Regions from separate parts of the Mus musculus genome. Here all the other regions are linked to region 2. A link is a contact called in public HiChIP or PLAC-seq and promoter capture Hi-C data. All regions are on one chromosome and are shown on one strand. Each heading gives the region's core, a stretch centred on a gene start, on an enhancer-like site or on the middle of the called end of the contact. The rest is flanking DNA. Distances are from core to core; before and after follow the strand shown.

Region 1 (4,082 bases), core at 186-2,685, 1.2 Mb before region 2:
CTTAGGAGTCCACTACGAGAATCTTTTGACAGCAGAAACGAACTTGTGAGAATTTCATAGAACTCTTTGTCAAAATAAAGCATCACTAGCACTCTGGATAATGATTTATTAGTAACCTAAATTCTACACTCATTCAAAAATACAGCCAATGAATCCAAGCAGTTAATATTCCCTTCAACAATGTTGCTATTCCAGTAACACAAGATAAAAGTCCTCAACACAGCACACATGACCAAGCATAAGTTCCCCAACAGTTGAGAAAACGTCCTCTACTTAAAAAGACTCAATTTCAAACTAAGTAATTCGGTACCTGAAGAGAAACAAGGTTTTCCTTCATTACCTAAATAATGTTCGTAAATAAAACTTAAAATGCACATTACAATGGTAATCACCACAGAAAAGCTGATTCATAAATTATAAGTAGGAAAAAGTAGCCCCTGGAAAGGGGTGGGCAGGTGCCTTGTTACTATGCAAAGATCAAGGTTTCAGGAAGCAAGCTGGACACATCACAACTTCAATAATGGCTGTAACAAAGTCATGTCCCAGAGTGTTACCCAAAGTTTGAGACTTTCTATGCAAAGAACTCTAAGTATGAAACTCCCGTGACTAAAAATTAAAACATTTCATTTCAGTTACTGCAACTTCAAACAAGACGACTCATTGCATTTACATTGCTGTTGGGTTTTCCTTTTTTTTTTTTTTAATTTTGGTATAATACACATAGCCACTAAGATTATAGAAACGTCTTCAAACCAAGAAAACTTAACAAATAATCTTAAACTTCCCACGGAAAGTTTGAAAAAGCACCAGGGAACCACTCGACACGCATCACCCGCCACGGGACTTACTACTATCTGGCTGACGCAGAGTCTGATACGGACATTGGAAACCTGTCTTCTGGGGGCAATTGTGCAGTATCTGAGATGAACGCACAGCACACACTGGCTATGGTATGAACTGTCTCTTACACATCATTATTCCCAGCTTGTTTTTCAGCCCACCTGAGCACACACAAACTCAGAAGCCAGTCAACAGTAACGGTGCTTTCTTATCACAAGTACAAGGAAGTCCCCGGCAGGAAGCGGCAGGAAAGGTGCTCATCACCCTGCGCGGCTACGGCCAGGTCGGGGCCGAGCAGTGCTCGCCAGTGCCCGGCCTTACCTCAGGAGTCCGCTCGGGCGGCTTCTTCCTCAGTGCCTGCCGAGCGCCGGGGTCCACGGGCGAGTTCATGTCCGCAGCCACAGGCTCCCTAGCCTGCGTCTAGCTGCCCATTCTCCAGCTCCGGGTGTACGCCAGCCCCACCGGGAGGGAAATGAGAACTGTCGCAGGGTCCAAACTCAAGCAAACAAGTCTTCGCAACGCCCGCCCAGGGCCTCAGCCCACGCGCGACTGGCCAGAAAGACGCCTGCGCGGGGGCGAGACTGGCCGAGAACGCATGCGCATGCGCACGACGCGCACACTAACGCCCGCCTGGCCGTGACGTAGAGAGATGGGCGTGGAGGGGGCGGAGAATGAGCGGCTTGGCTTTTCTTCGCGAGACTCCGCCTCGGTTACAGGATTGTAGTTTCCGCATACCCAGCTTCCGGTTGAGGTTCCGGAAATGCTACGAGGGCGTCGCCAAAAATAGACTATCGGGTAGAGCTGTGGGTAAGATGCTTTGGTTTAGCGCTCGAGTCCGGAAACCGCGGGGCTCTTATGGCCCCGCGGAAATCGAGGCTGCCATTCAGCAAGCGGGGAAGCCCACGCACCGCTCCGCAAGCCACGGATCTCGGGGCAGTACTCGCGCACCTAGCCCACCGCAACCTTGTGGCGTATTCTACGCGACTTTAAAAAACAAAAACAAACCACGAAATCGATAGTGAAAGCTGCCTCAAAAAAAAAAAAAAAAAGAAGAAGAAAAAAAAAGAGAGAAAGAAAAAAGCGTTTTGAAGACTAGAGCTATAGTTCAGAGTAGCCTGCTGGTCTAGCGTGCACCAGATTGTCTTGGCTTCTGTGTGCAGAATTTTAGGATTTTCCTTTAAAGGGTTTAATGACCAAAAAGCCTCAGGTGGACTAAGGAACTCCTGATTCGAAAGTTGACAGATAACACCTGTGGGCTGTCAGAATCCTTGCCTTCTGAGAAGATCAGCATGCCAACTTGGTATTTATTTAGCACTTTGAGACTGTAGGGGAACCGACCCGCAGGTGAAATCTTATATCCCAGAGGTTTTTTCCCGTCCTATAGAACTTCAGGCCCTCTGCACCACCTGTGCAGCTTCCACTCCCGTGGAGAAACTGGTGTCACTTGTTCTGATTAAAGGACAGAACTTCTGTGGAGGTAGATCTGCCCTTTTATTTCCACTTGCCTCCATCCTAATCTAACAACCTTGACTAAAATCTGGGCAGTGAGAGTGAGTGGGTGGGGGCTGCTTTAACCTAAGCAGTGCTCAGAGCAAACCTCTCCACTCCGTTTTGTATTGAATTTTACATTCTAGTCTCTAACAAAATAAAGACAGCTTCAGTTTTGTTACTTGTCCTTTGGAACAAGAAAAGCTGCAAAAACTGATTGTTATTATTCCTGTTATGATAAAAGTAACCCTAGGTTTATTTTGGCCCCCAGATTGAGCCAGAAGTAACAGGAGCTGTCAATCAATGGACATGAGTGCTGGGAACTTAACTCAGGCCCTCTCCGAGGGCACTGCTTGCTCATAAACCACAGAGACATCTCTGCAGCCTATTGTTTAGGTTTTTTTTTTTTTAATGTTTCTATTGTGTGTGGCATGTACCTCTGTGCTCATGGAAACATCTTATAGGAGAGTGTTTTTTCTTTCACTATCTGGGTCCCGAGGAATGAAACCCAGATTATCTTGGTAGCAAGTGCCTTTTCCTGCCATGCCATGGCGACAGGGGTGTTAAGTAGCTGTTCATTTTGTCCACAGTCAGGTAATAGCACATGATGAATCCTCTTGCTTAGCTGGCCTTCTTATTCAGTCCAGTACCCCAGGCCCATGAGAAAGAAGAGTGGCTTTTTCCTAACTTCATTACCCCAATCTAGAAGCTTCTTCACAGACATGCCCAGAGATTTATTTCCTTGGGGGATTCTAGATTCTGTCAAATTGACTATCAGGCTATGTCAACAGTAAAGGCTAACTTTCAGAATTCCAGACTCCATCATTTTGGGAAAGTTATTTTGCACTGTTCTTATTAGAGCATAGGTGGGCCACACTAGTCACACCATTCCTTGTGAACCTCCACCTTCTGGCATTTCATTTACACAGAATTTTTAAAATTGAAGACTGTGACCACATCTAAGTGCATCATAGTATTTTCAGGAGTATCAGCCAACTAGGGAACGTAGTGTCTTATGATTAGACATGTTTTCCAATAATGGTTCACAGTACCTTTCTCTGGCAAGGTAAGAATCTCTAATAAAAACAGGAGAGTTCAGACTGTAACATTTCAGAGCACTGACAGTGCTGTATTTTCCATTGGACGCTGGAGCTTACCCAAATTTGAAGTTTACAACACCCTATTAGCACATCTTTTCTGAGGTTAGGGCACAAAGGCCCCATATGGTTCAGCCACTATAGACATAAATTGTGAAAAAGGTATACGGTACTTGTGCTGGTTAAGTTTTCTGTCAACTGATACATGCTAAGGTCTTCTGGGATGAGAACCTCAATTGAGAAAATGCCTCCATCAGACTGAAGTGTAAGCAAGTCTGTGGGGGCATTTACTTGATTAATGAATGACTGAGGTGGAACACTTAGTCCACTGGGGGTGGGCAAGTGCTCCTGGGTCCTTTAAGCAAGCAAACATAGCAACTTCAGTAAGCACTGCTCCTTCATAGTCTCTGCTTCCGTTTCTGCCCTCTAAGAGGAAAGCTAACCCTTTCCATCCCAGGCTGCTTCTGTTCAGTGGCCCATCACAGCAATAGGAAGTAATTGAAGTGTTGCAAGTGATCTGCATCACTTTTATATAATGTATATTTTAAGTTTATATATAGTATATAAACTATATCTCAACAGTTAATACCCCAAAGATTAATGTTCAGTTTCATCTTAATATTATTTAAGTTTTATTTATTTTTATGTGCATTGATG
Region 2 (4,348 bases), core at 1,249-3,748:
AAGTAGAGCCATAGCTTTTAGCAGTCTTCATCTTCCATAGCACTTTCTGAAGCTAATCCCCATTTCCCTCCTTTCAGATACTGATCACTTACTTGTTCATCTAACTTTAGGTTACCTGTAAACTCTTAGATCGGATAGATAAACTATTCCAACCTCAAAATGCTATCAAATTCAATCTAACTACATAAATACTGGAGAGGATAGAGAGTTAGAATAAACTCACTCTGAAGACACTACAGTAGATCTTTAAGAAAATCACAACATGCAAGTGGAATCATTGTTCCAAAAGGGATGCAGTAACCTGAAGACAGAAGAGACCACATGAATCTGAATGTAAAACTATGACATACAGAACATTAACTAAAATAAAAACATTCTCTTTATAGGAATTAATCACACAACTTCACCAAGCACTGTATGTCACCTTACACCCCCAAACTGTGCAGCTTGATCCAAATCACACACCTCTAAGCCCACCCCACCCCAACCAAACAGTAGAGATTTGGCTTTTGGCTATTCTCAAGACTCCCTACCTTGTCTCCACCTGAAGCAAAATTTTACTTAAAATGTGCCTACTGTTCCTACAGAGCCAACAAAAATCAGCCTGCAGATAGCCACAAACTGAATGACAACTGCTGGTATTCATTTAAAAAGAAAAGAAAACAGACTGCGTCTAGGTTTTCAGGAAGTTCATCATGAAAGGCAACTTTTTGAAAATAACTTTTTAAAAAACAACTTTTTGAGACTTTTTGTTTGGAGACTGAGGGCTGCGAAAGTTAGTGACAATAAGGAACATAAACCTGAAGAAGTTGAAGAAGCCAGCTTTGTTAAAAACCAAGTGGCCACTTGCCAACACTTCTTTACGCATATGTGACCAAAGACGACAGAGTCTAGGCTTCCTCTTGGTCCACATCAGCTTCTCATCAAATCTCGAATTAAAAAGAATCTCATAAACATTTCAATACTGATAAGTTAAAAGGACCATCCAAACAAAAGAGTTTATAAAGCTTCGGAGAATCAACATGGAAACAAAGCTTTAAGCTTTGAACCTCCCCCCACCACCACCTCGGCTCCACAAAAAGCACACATTTTAAATGTCACACAAACAGCCTATTCACGGGCACCTAGGGCTTAGATTCCGGCACTGGAAAGGAGGCTAGCTTCAGTTTAAAACCTCAGCGGGGAAGAAAAACCAGAATTCTGACTTGCAACTGACGAAACTCGGAGAACCCTGAATCGAACTCTTGGTTCGAACTTCACTCACAACCATTTTCAGATCAGGGCTCTCGACTCCCCATAAAGGTGTCATCTGTGAATGAAAAGCCTAATAAGGAGACCCCACAAACACCCTGGGCTCCTGTACCCCATGATCCGTTCTCAGAGAGTGGGAAGCAACAGCAAAGTGGAAGGAACAAAGCACTGACGTCAATTACGAGATTAACCCTGCGCACAGGCAGCTGGGGAGGCCTAAACATCAATACCCAAAGCCCGGCCATGGCGATCGCCAGGTACCAGGCCGGTTCCGAGCGGGAAGGAGGGTTTCTCCTATTCCAACCCAGGTTCCCATTTTTCCACTCAAACCCCATCGACCATCAAGGACGGAAATTAACACCCCCCCAGCCTCCCCCCCTTTTTTTTTTCTTTCGGTGGAGGGGAGGTGGGAGAGTGGGGGTGGGGGGAGGTGCGCAGGATCGCGAGAAGGAAGGCGAGAACTAGTTGAGAAATGATAGCCAGAATCTGGGCCTATTTTCTCTTTAACTAGGAATGACTTGAGTCAGACGAAGGAAAAATTTTTCAAAGGATAAATCCGCCGACCGAATCAAAGGGAGGAATGGAGGAAGGGACAACGGGGGGGGGGGGGGAGGAAAAAAAGAAGAAACGGCCAGATGATGGGCGTCTGGAATGTCGGATGGGAACGGCTTGGCCTTTAAAGAAAAAAAAAATGATTTTTCTTGTTTGAAATTGATTTCGGAGAGAAAGTGGGACGAGAAAACGTAGGGCGAAGCCGGATCCAGGGGCCCCCCGCCCCGCGGGTCTCCGCCAGCGTCAGCGGCCGGAGCCTCGCCTTCCCCGCGGCGCGGCCGCGCCTCAGACGTCAGTCAGTCAGTCAGGCAGGCAGTCAGGCGGCTTCTCACCTCCAGTCCCCGCTCCGCTAGGCCCGAACCATTTCCCGACCGCGGCTGCGGCGGCGGCGGCGCCCGGCCTGCACCTTCACCGGACGCGCATTCGGGCCCGCCCAGGAGGCGGCGACCGGCTGCCTGGGGCGAGGGGCAGCGGCCGATCCGGAGGCCACGGGGAGCCGAGGCGGCGCACCTCACACCGCGGACGCCAGGGTTCCGCCCCGCTCCATGACGGCCCGGCCGAGCCCCGGACGGGTGACTGAGGCGGGGGCGGGCTGACGGGGCCCTGGCACCAAGATCCCCGCCCCGTCCGCTGGGGGCGGCGGTGGCGGCGGCGGCGGCGACGACTCGACTCCCGCAGCCGGGACTGGGACTGACGCAGTGGCCGCGGCCCATGTGACCAGGGCCGGGCTGCTGCGAGCGTCACGTGACCAGGCCGCGCCCCTCCCGCAGGCAGCGCGGGGGCTGCGGCCCTGCTGCTGCTCTGGAGGCGGCGTCGGCGGGGCTGACGCGCGGGCTGACGTGCGGGGGCGCCTGGGCCCGGGGCTGGGGAGCGGGGATGCGAAGCGCGGGTCGCAGCAGGTTCCGCGGGGCCGCACCAGCGTCAGACCCGGGGACAGAACCCGGCCCGGGGCACACGCCCTCCTGCGCAGCCCGCTAGGGAGGCGCCGCGGGGCGGGGCGCAGCCCGGCCGACCGGTTTTGGGGTGCAGGTGAAGGCCCAGGCCCTGCCGCCCGTGTCCCGCAGCGCACCGCAGGAGTAGAGAGGGAAGGATGACGTGGAGGTCCGCAGCGACGTCGTCCACTGCTGCGTGTGACTTACTGTGGGAGGATAAGCCGGCCCTGCATCGTCTTAAAAAAATAAATAAATAAATAAATAAATAAGTAAATAAATAAATATCAGCCTCTGTGGGCTACTTAGTGGATTCAAGGCCAATCTGAGCTACTAAGAAAACCCTGTCAAAACAACACACGGCGACACACACACACACACACAAACACCATCGCTCTTAACATCCTGCTAGTCCAGACAAGCCATAATTTAATTGGAATCAGTAATTAGACAAAGTTTTAAGGTTTCCTAGAATCCAGTAATAGTAGCGCAAGAAAAGTGTCCTCTTCCTCTACATCTGAAAAACATACAATCCTGTCATTGGTGTCCCATGTCTCTTATCTGCTTTCTTTATTTGATGGTACCTCATGCAGATTCTCCACCTCTAACATCTTGAAACACTTCACTCGTTATTTGTAGTTTGTAATTTCACAGTTTGGAAATCCACTCAACTACACACGAGTTCTAAGCCATGTCTCAAAACCACTATCGAGGTATGGTCTGGCGCACACCTTTAATCCCACCACTCTGGAGGCAGAGGGAGGAAGATTTCTGTGAGGCTGATATACATATCCAACACTGGGCAGGTCAAGGATATATAGTGAGAGCCTGTCTCAAAAAGAAAAACACTAAATAAATCTTAAGTTTTACATAGGGTTTCCTCTGTGTAGCCCTGGTTGCCCTGGATCTCACTTTGTAAAACAGGCAGGCTTGGTGCTCAGAGATCTGCCTGCCTCTACCTCTGCTTCCTAAGTGCTGGGATTAAAGAAGTGTATCAGTGTGCCTGGCCATCTTTTCTACTTCCTTATGAAAAATACTGGTGGTGGTGAGATAGTTCAGTGGCTTAAAGGCACTTGCCCACAATCTTGGTGACCTAAATTCTATCCCTGTAGCACACATATATATCTTTCCTTAACAGGTACATTCACACATCACACTCACATATAGACAGCCACTTGAATGCTACAACAGGGGCCCAAACTGAGGATGGAGACACATGGATGTAATCTCAGCTACTCTGCAGCTTGGGGAAGGAGGATTGCAAATTCAGCAAATATTCCTAAACTGTATAGCAAGTTTGAAGCCAACTTAAGTAATTTAACAAAGTCCTGTTTCAAACTAAAAAAAAAGGGGGGGGGAGGCATGGGAAAGGGCTAGTTATTACTTTGGGGAGGCAGAGTTCTGTGTTCATCTGGCTGGCCTCCAATTTGGAGATCTGCCTGCCTCTGCCTCCCTAGTGCTGGGATTAAAGACGTGCACGACCACTGCCTTCCCATAGTTACTTTTCTTGTTGCTGTGATGAAGCAACTTGATGAGGGATGACTGGCTTGCTATTTGAGACAGTACAATCTTCTGTGTTGGCCAGGGACGATATGGTAGCTAGAGCCTAATGCAGT
Region 3 (3,963 bases), core at 515-3,014, 1.0 Mb after region 2:
GCAGTCAGTGCTCTTAACCGCTGAGCCATCTCTCCAGCCCCCGACACACAACCTTTATATTTATAATAAGCCCTTAATGCACTACAGCTGGGCAAATATCTACCCTTTAAGCTTTTATATCTACTTCCCTGTCAATAACCCCGAGTTATAACTTGTCATGTTCCATCTGGGCTGCTCTTAACTCCAGTTGGCCAGCCCTCAAGGCCATATTTTCATGACTCATTTATCCCATAGTATCTTCCCTCTCTCCATCTAAGACTCCCTCCTTGTGGTCTCTCCTCAGACTCCAAGCCCGGGAACCCAAACCCCACCTATCTTTCTTCTGTCCAGTTATAGGCTGTAGGCATCTTTATTCACCAATCAGGGATAACTTGGGGAGCAAGATTACATGGTATCTCTTATGTGTGTGCAGATTCTCTTGTCCCTGGGAACCAGTATTTAGTATTACAATACATACCAAAACCAAACCTCAACAATTTAGTGTGTGTGCAGGGGCATATGTGCAGGTGTGTGTGTGTGTGTGTGTGTGTGTGTGTGTGTGCTCACCCTTGTTGGCAGCCATTCCCATTTAAACCACCACAGCCCTGTACCTTCTTCAGGGTCTGGGACCTGCATGGTAGGAGGAAGCACACCTATGCCCGGACATCTCTCAGCTTCTGTCCTGTCCCTCTCCCTCAGATGTCCCTCGCTCACTCAGCTTCCACTGAAAGTCTTGCTCCCCAGCACTAAGAACTGAGCCAGAACAGGATATGGGAGAATCGGGTGCCGCCGCTGCCCTTGCAAAACTAATAATCAAAGGATTAGATAGACTTTGCTCAAAATGCCGTAGAAATAGCATGTAAAGACTGGCCACAGTGTCACATGCCTGTGACCCAGGCACTCTGGAGTACAGGAAGGATGATCAGGAGTTCAAGGTCAGAGAAAGGTTGAAGTCTGGACCACGTGAGATATTTTCTCATAAAAGCAAAGCGAAACAAAACAAAAATGAAGACTGACTGGACCCACATTTAAACCCAGCACTCAGGAGACAGAGGCAGTTGGATCTCTGAGTTTGAGGCTAGCCTGGTCTACATGGCAAGTTCTAGCCCAGTCAGTGTTATGCAATGAGACTATGTTTAAGAAGAAGAAAAAAGGGCTGGAGAGATGGCTCAGAGGTTAAGGTTAAGAGCACCAACTGCTCATCTGAAGATCCTGAGTTCAAATCCTAGCAACCACATGGTGGCTCACAACCATCTGTAATGAGATCTGATGCCCTCTTCTGGTATGTCTGAAGACAGCTACAGTGTACTTGCATATAATAAATAAATACATGAAGAAGAAGAAGAAGAAGAAGAAGAAGAAGAAGAAGAAGAAGAAGAAGAGGAGGAGGAGGAGGAGGAGGAGGAAGAGGAAGAGGAAGAGGAAGAAGAAAATCAAAATTAAAAAGAAGCTGAGAAAGGCCCCTAGCAGCGTCTTCACCCCATTTTCCTCCAAAGAGGAATGCTACAGGAATGTAATCTGTAGCAGTCTCATAGAAGATTCTAGGCGTAGCCAAACACAGCTGAATACAGCCCCATGAACACTGCAGCCAGAGTCATGGAAGACTAAAGTACAGTCCCAGGGAAGCCGGGCTTAAGATGAAGGTGGCAGTGGGTCAAATGAATTAGATGAAGTGGAAATCGTAGACTTCACGGACTGAAGCTGAGTTTCTAGCTGTAACTGGGGAAAGGGCGGAGGAGGCGTGGCCTCTGGGGAAGATGGCGGATCTAGGTGCGACCATTGGCTGCGCCACCCTCCTGATTTCCACAGAGGCCAATCTTGGGGGAGGGGACAGCCTCTGGGACGCCCACCAATCTAGTCAAGGGCAGCTATTGTGGGGCAAATCGCTCTTGGTGTCCTTTTCTTGTCGGAGATACATAATGATACAGGAAAAGGGGCGAATTGAACCTAGACCAGGTTTCTTCTCAACACCACTGATTGATATAAAATTCCCTGTGTTTGCTGACTCCTCTATTTCTGTCCACTCTGCCTGGCCTTTACTTGGGCTCCCTGGCAGAGATAGAGAGGCTCTTACTAGGTAGCAATAGCTTGCCAACCACGCCCACGGATGTACTTCCACCCACTCACCAAGAGGTGGCAGCACCACCCCAGGTTGCTTGCTTGGAAGCCTGTGTGATCTCTTGAAGAAAATTCATTTTCCTGCAGGCATCAGTGCACTTTTTTCCTGATGAGGAAAGTGGGGCCAGTAAGAAAACGATTAGGGTTGCCTTTCATCCCCAATAGCGTGTTCTGATGGCTCTCTGACCCGATCCCAAAGGAGATTCAGTCCTTGCTTCTGGGGAGCATTTTAGCAACCTCTTGAGGTATTTTTGATCTTCACAGGTTGGGTGTAGGAGGCTGTCATAATTAATCTTCATTGTCAACCTGCCTGGGTTTGGAATCACCTAGGAAACACACCCGTGTGTGGCGGTTGCACAGAGGAGGGAAGACCCTGGATGTAGGCGGTACCATCCCATGACTGGGGGCAGGGACGCGGGGGGGGGGGGGGAGGGCAAGACTGAATCAAACAGGAGGAAAGGAAAGAGCAAACCGACCACTGGCACCCCTTCCCATCTCCTACCCGCAGATGCAGTGTGACTAGAATCCACACACTCCTGCCCCCAAGCCTTCCCCACCACAACGGAGTACCCTCAAACCAGAATAAACCTTACCTTCCTGAAGCCAATCAAGGGATAATGCTGGGGGGGGGGGGCATGGGCAGGCCTCTGTGCCGGACCTTGGAGGGACCAGGCATGCCAAAGTCCTTGCCTTCCTTCCAGGAGATCAGGCTTCAGAGAGAGATGATGTCTCTGTGAAGTGAGAAGTATGGTCTTGGGGACAACTGAGAGACTAAGATAGAATGGCACAGACAGAGATCGACTTTAACAGCCATGATGGAGTGTGGGGCCAGAGATATGGGTTCTGGAAGCCAAGCTCTGCTCTCTGCACGTGCAGCAAGCACTCCTAACCACTGAGCTATCTCTCCAGCACCCCGTGCGTTCTATTTTTCCGTTACTAGCAGTTCAGTGGGTGTGCCTGCACTACATCACTATGGATAGGGGATCGATGTGTTGCATGTGATAGACCACATGGAGGCAATGGGAATTCTTCTTTGGATTCCTTGGGACAGGGCTTCTCTATGTAGCTCTGACTGTCCTGGAACTCGCTCTGTAGACCAGGAGCCTCCAGAGATCCACCTGCTTCTGCCTCTCCAGTGCTGGGATTAAAAGTGTGTGCTACCCCCTCACCCAGAGGCAATAGGAATTCCTTATCTCATGGGACCGCCCCCGTGTCTACTCATCTGTGTCCTCACACAGGGAGACAGGAGCGCCTGCTCTGAAGAAGCTCCAGTGACAAGAGAAGACGTCACCTGCTGGCTTTGAAGTTGGAGGAAGAGGCTACATGGCAGGAACCATAACTCCTCAGGCTGAAGAAGACAAACATAAGGATATCCCTGAGAGCCAGGGAGGAAGCCTGCCTGACGACACTTTTGTGCCTACCCAGGGAAGCCATTTTAGGTTTCTGGCTGCCAGCACTGTAAATATTGTTTGGTCTTGTTGAGACAGGGTCTCAGGCTATAGGCGTGGATGGCCTCATACTTAATGTGGCCCGGAGCGGCCTTGGTCATCCTCTTGCTCCTGTCTCGAAAGGGTTGGGATTCTAGGTGTGTACCAACACTCCTGACTCAAAATGGTGTTTCTTTGGACCACCAAATGTGTGCTAATTCAGAGCAGCATAAAGAAACAAATGTAGGGGTGGTGGGGTGGCTTAGTGGGTAGGGATGCTTCCTGTCAAGCTTGACAGCTGGGATCAGCTTACTCCTTGGAATCCAAAGGGTGGGTCCCAAATGTCCTCTGATTTTCATATTCATGTAGACCCAAACCCTCCCACCACCACCAAATATATAAGCAGACAAACAAATAACTAAAACATAAAAATAACAAT

Evidence for each region. Promoter capture Hi-C pulls out the DNA fragments that hold promoters and counts their contacts. HiChIP or PLAC-seq counts read pairs in DNA pulled down with a chosen protein or histone mark.
Region 1: a promoter capture Hi-C map of pre-B cells shows a contact between it and region 2, with 5 times the contacts expected there. The contact joins the promoter of Rapgef6 here to the promoter of Aff4 in region 2. A contact is called at or near these places in 3 of 39 promoter capture datasets (liver and pre-B cells) and 3 of 115 datasets of contacts at active chromatin or transcription factors (astrocytes, pancreatic cancer cells and regulatory T cell precursor).
Region 3: an H3K27ac HiChIP or PLAC-seq map of embryonic stem cells shows a contact between it and region 2, with 6 times the contacts expected there. The contact joins the enhancer-like site here to the promoter of Aff4 in region 2. A contact is called at or near these places in 3 of 39 promoter capture datasets (cranial neural crest, hippocampal neurons and liver), 1 of 484 Hi-C or Micro-C datasets (embryonic stem cells) and 9 of 115 datasets of contacts at active chromatin or transcription factors (craniofacial prominence, embryonic forebrain, embryonic limb bud and 4 more).

The regions. Positions count from the first base shown.
Region 1 is chr11:54,520,198-54,524,279 of GRCm38.p6, reverse strand. It overlaps Rapgef6 (Rap guanine nucleotide exchange factor (GEF) 6), which reads right to left and starts at 1,435. Exons shown (of 29, transcript NM_001252494.1): 1 at 1,162-1,435. The coding sequence starts at 1,230.
Region 2 is chr11:53,348,917-53,353,264 of GRCm38.p6, reverse strand. It overlaps Aff4 (AF4/FMR2 family, member 4), which reads right to left and starts at 2,498. Exons shown (of 21, transcript NM_033565.2): 1 at 2,136-2,498.
Region 3 is chr11:52,344,597-52,348,559 of GRCm38.p6, reverse strand. No RefSeq gene overlaps it. Among named protein-coding and RNA genes, the nearest start is that of Gm51894, 12 kb to the left of the region's middle. Within about 2 kb of position 1,764, at least 125 of the 459 cell types and tissues checked have an H3K27ac peak or open chromatin away from gene starts, as enhancers often do. A contact at or near this core is called in craniofacial prominence, embryonic limb bud, embryonic stem cells and 2 more, where this site is marked.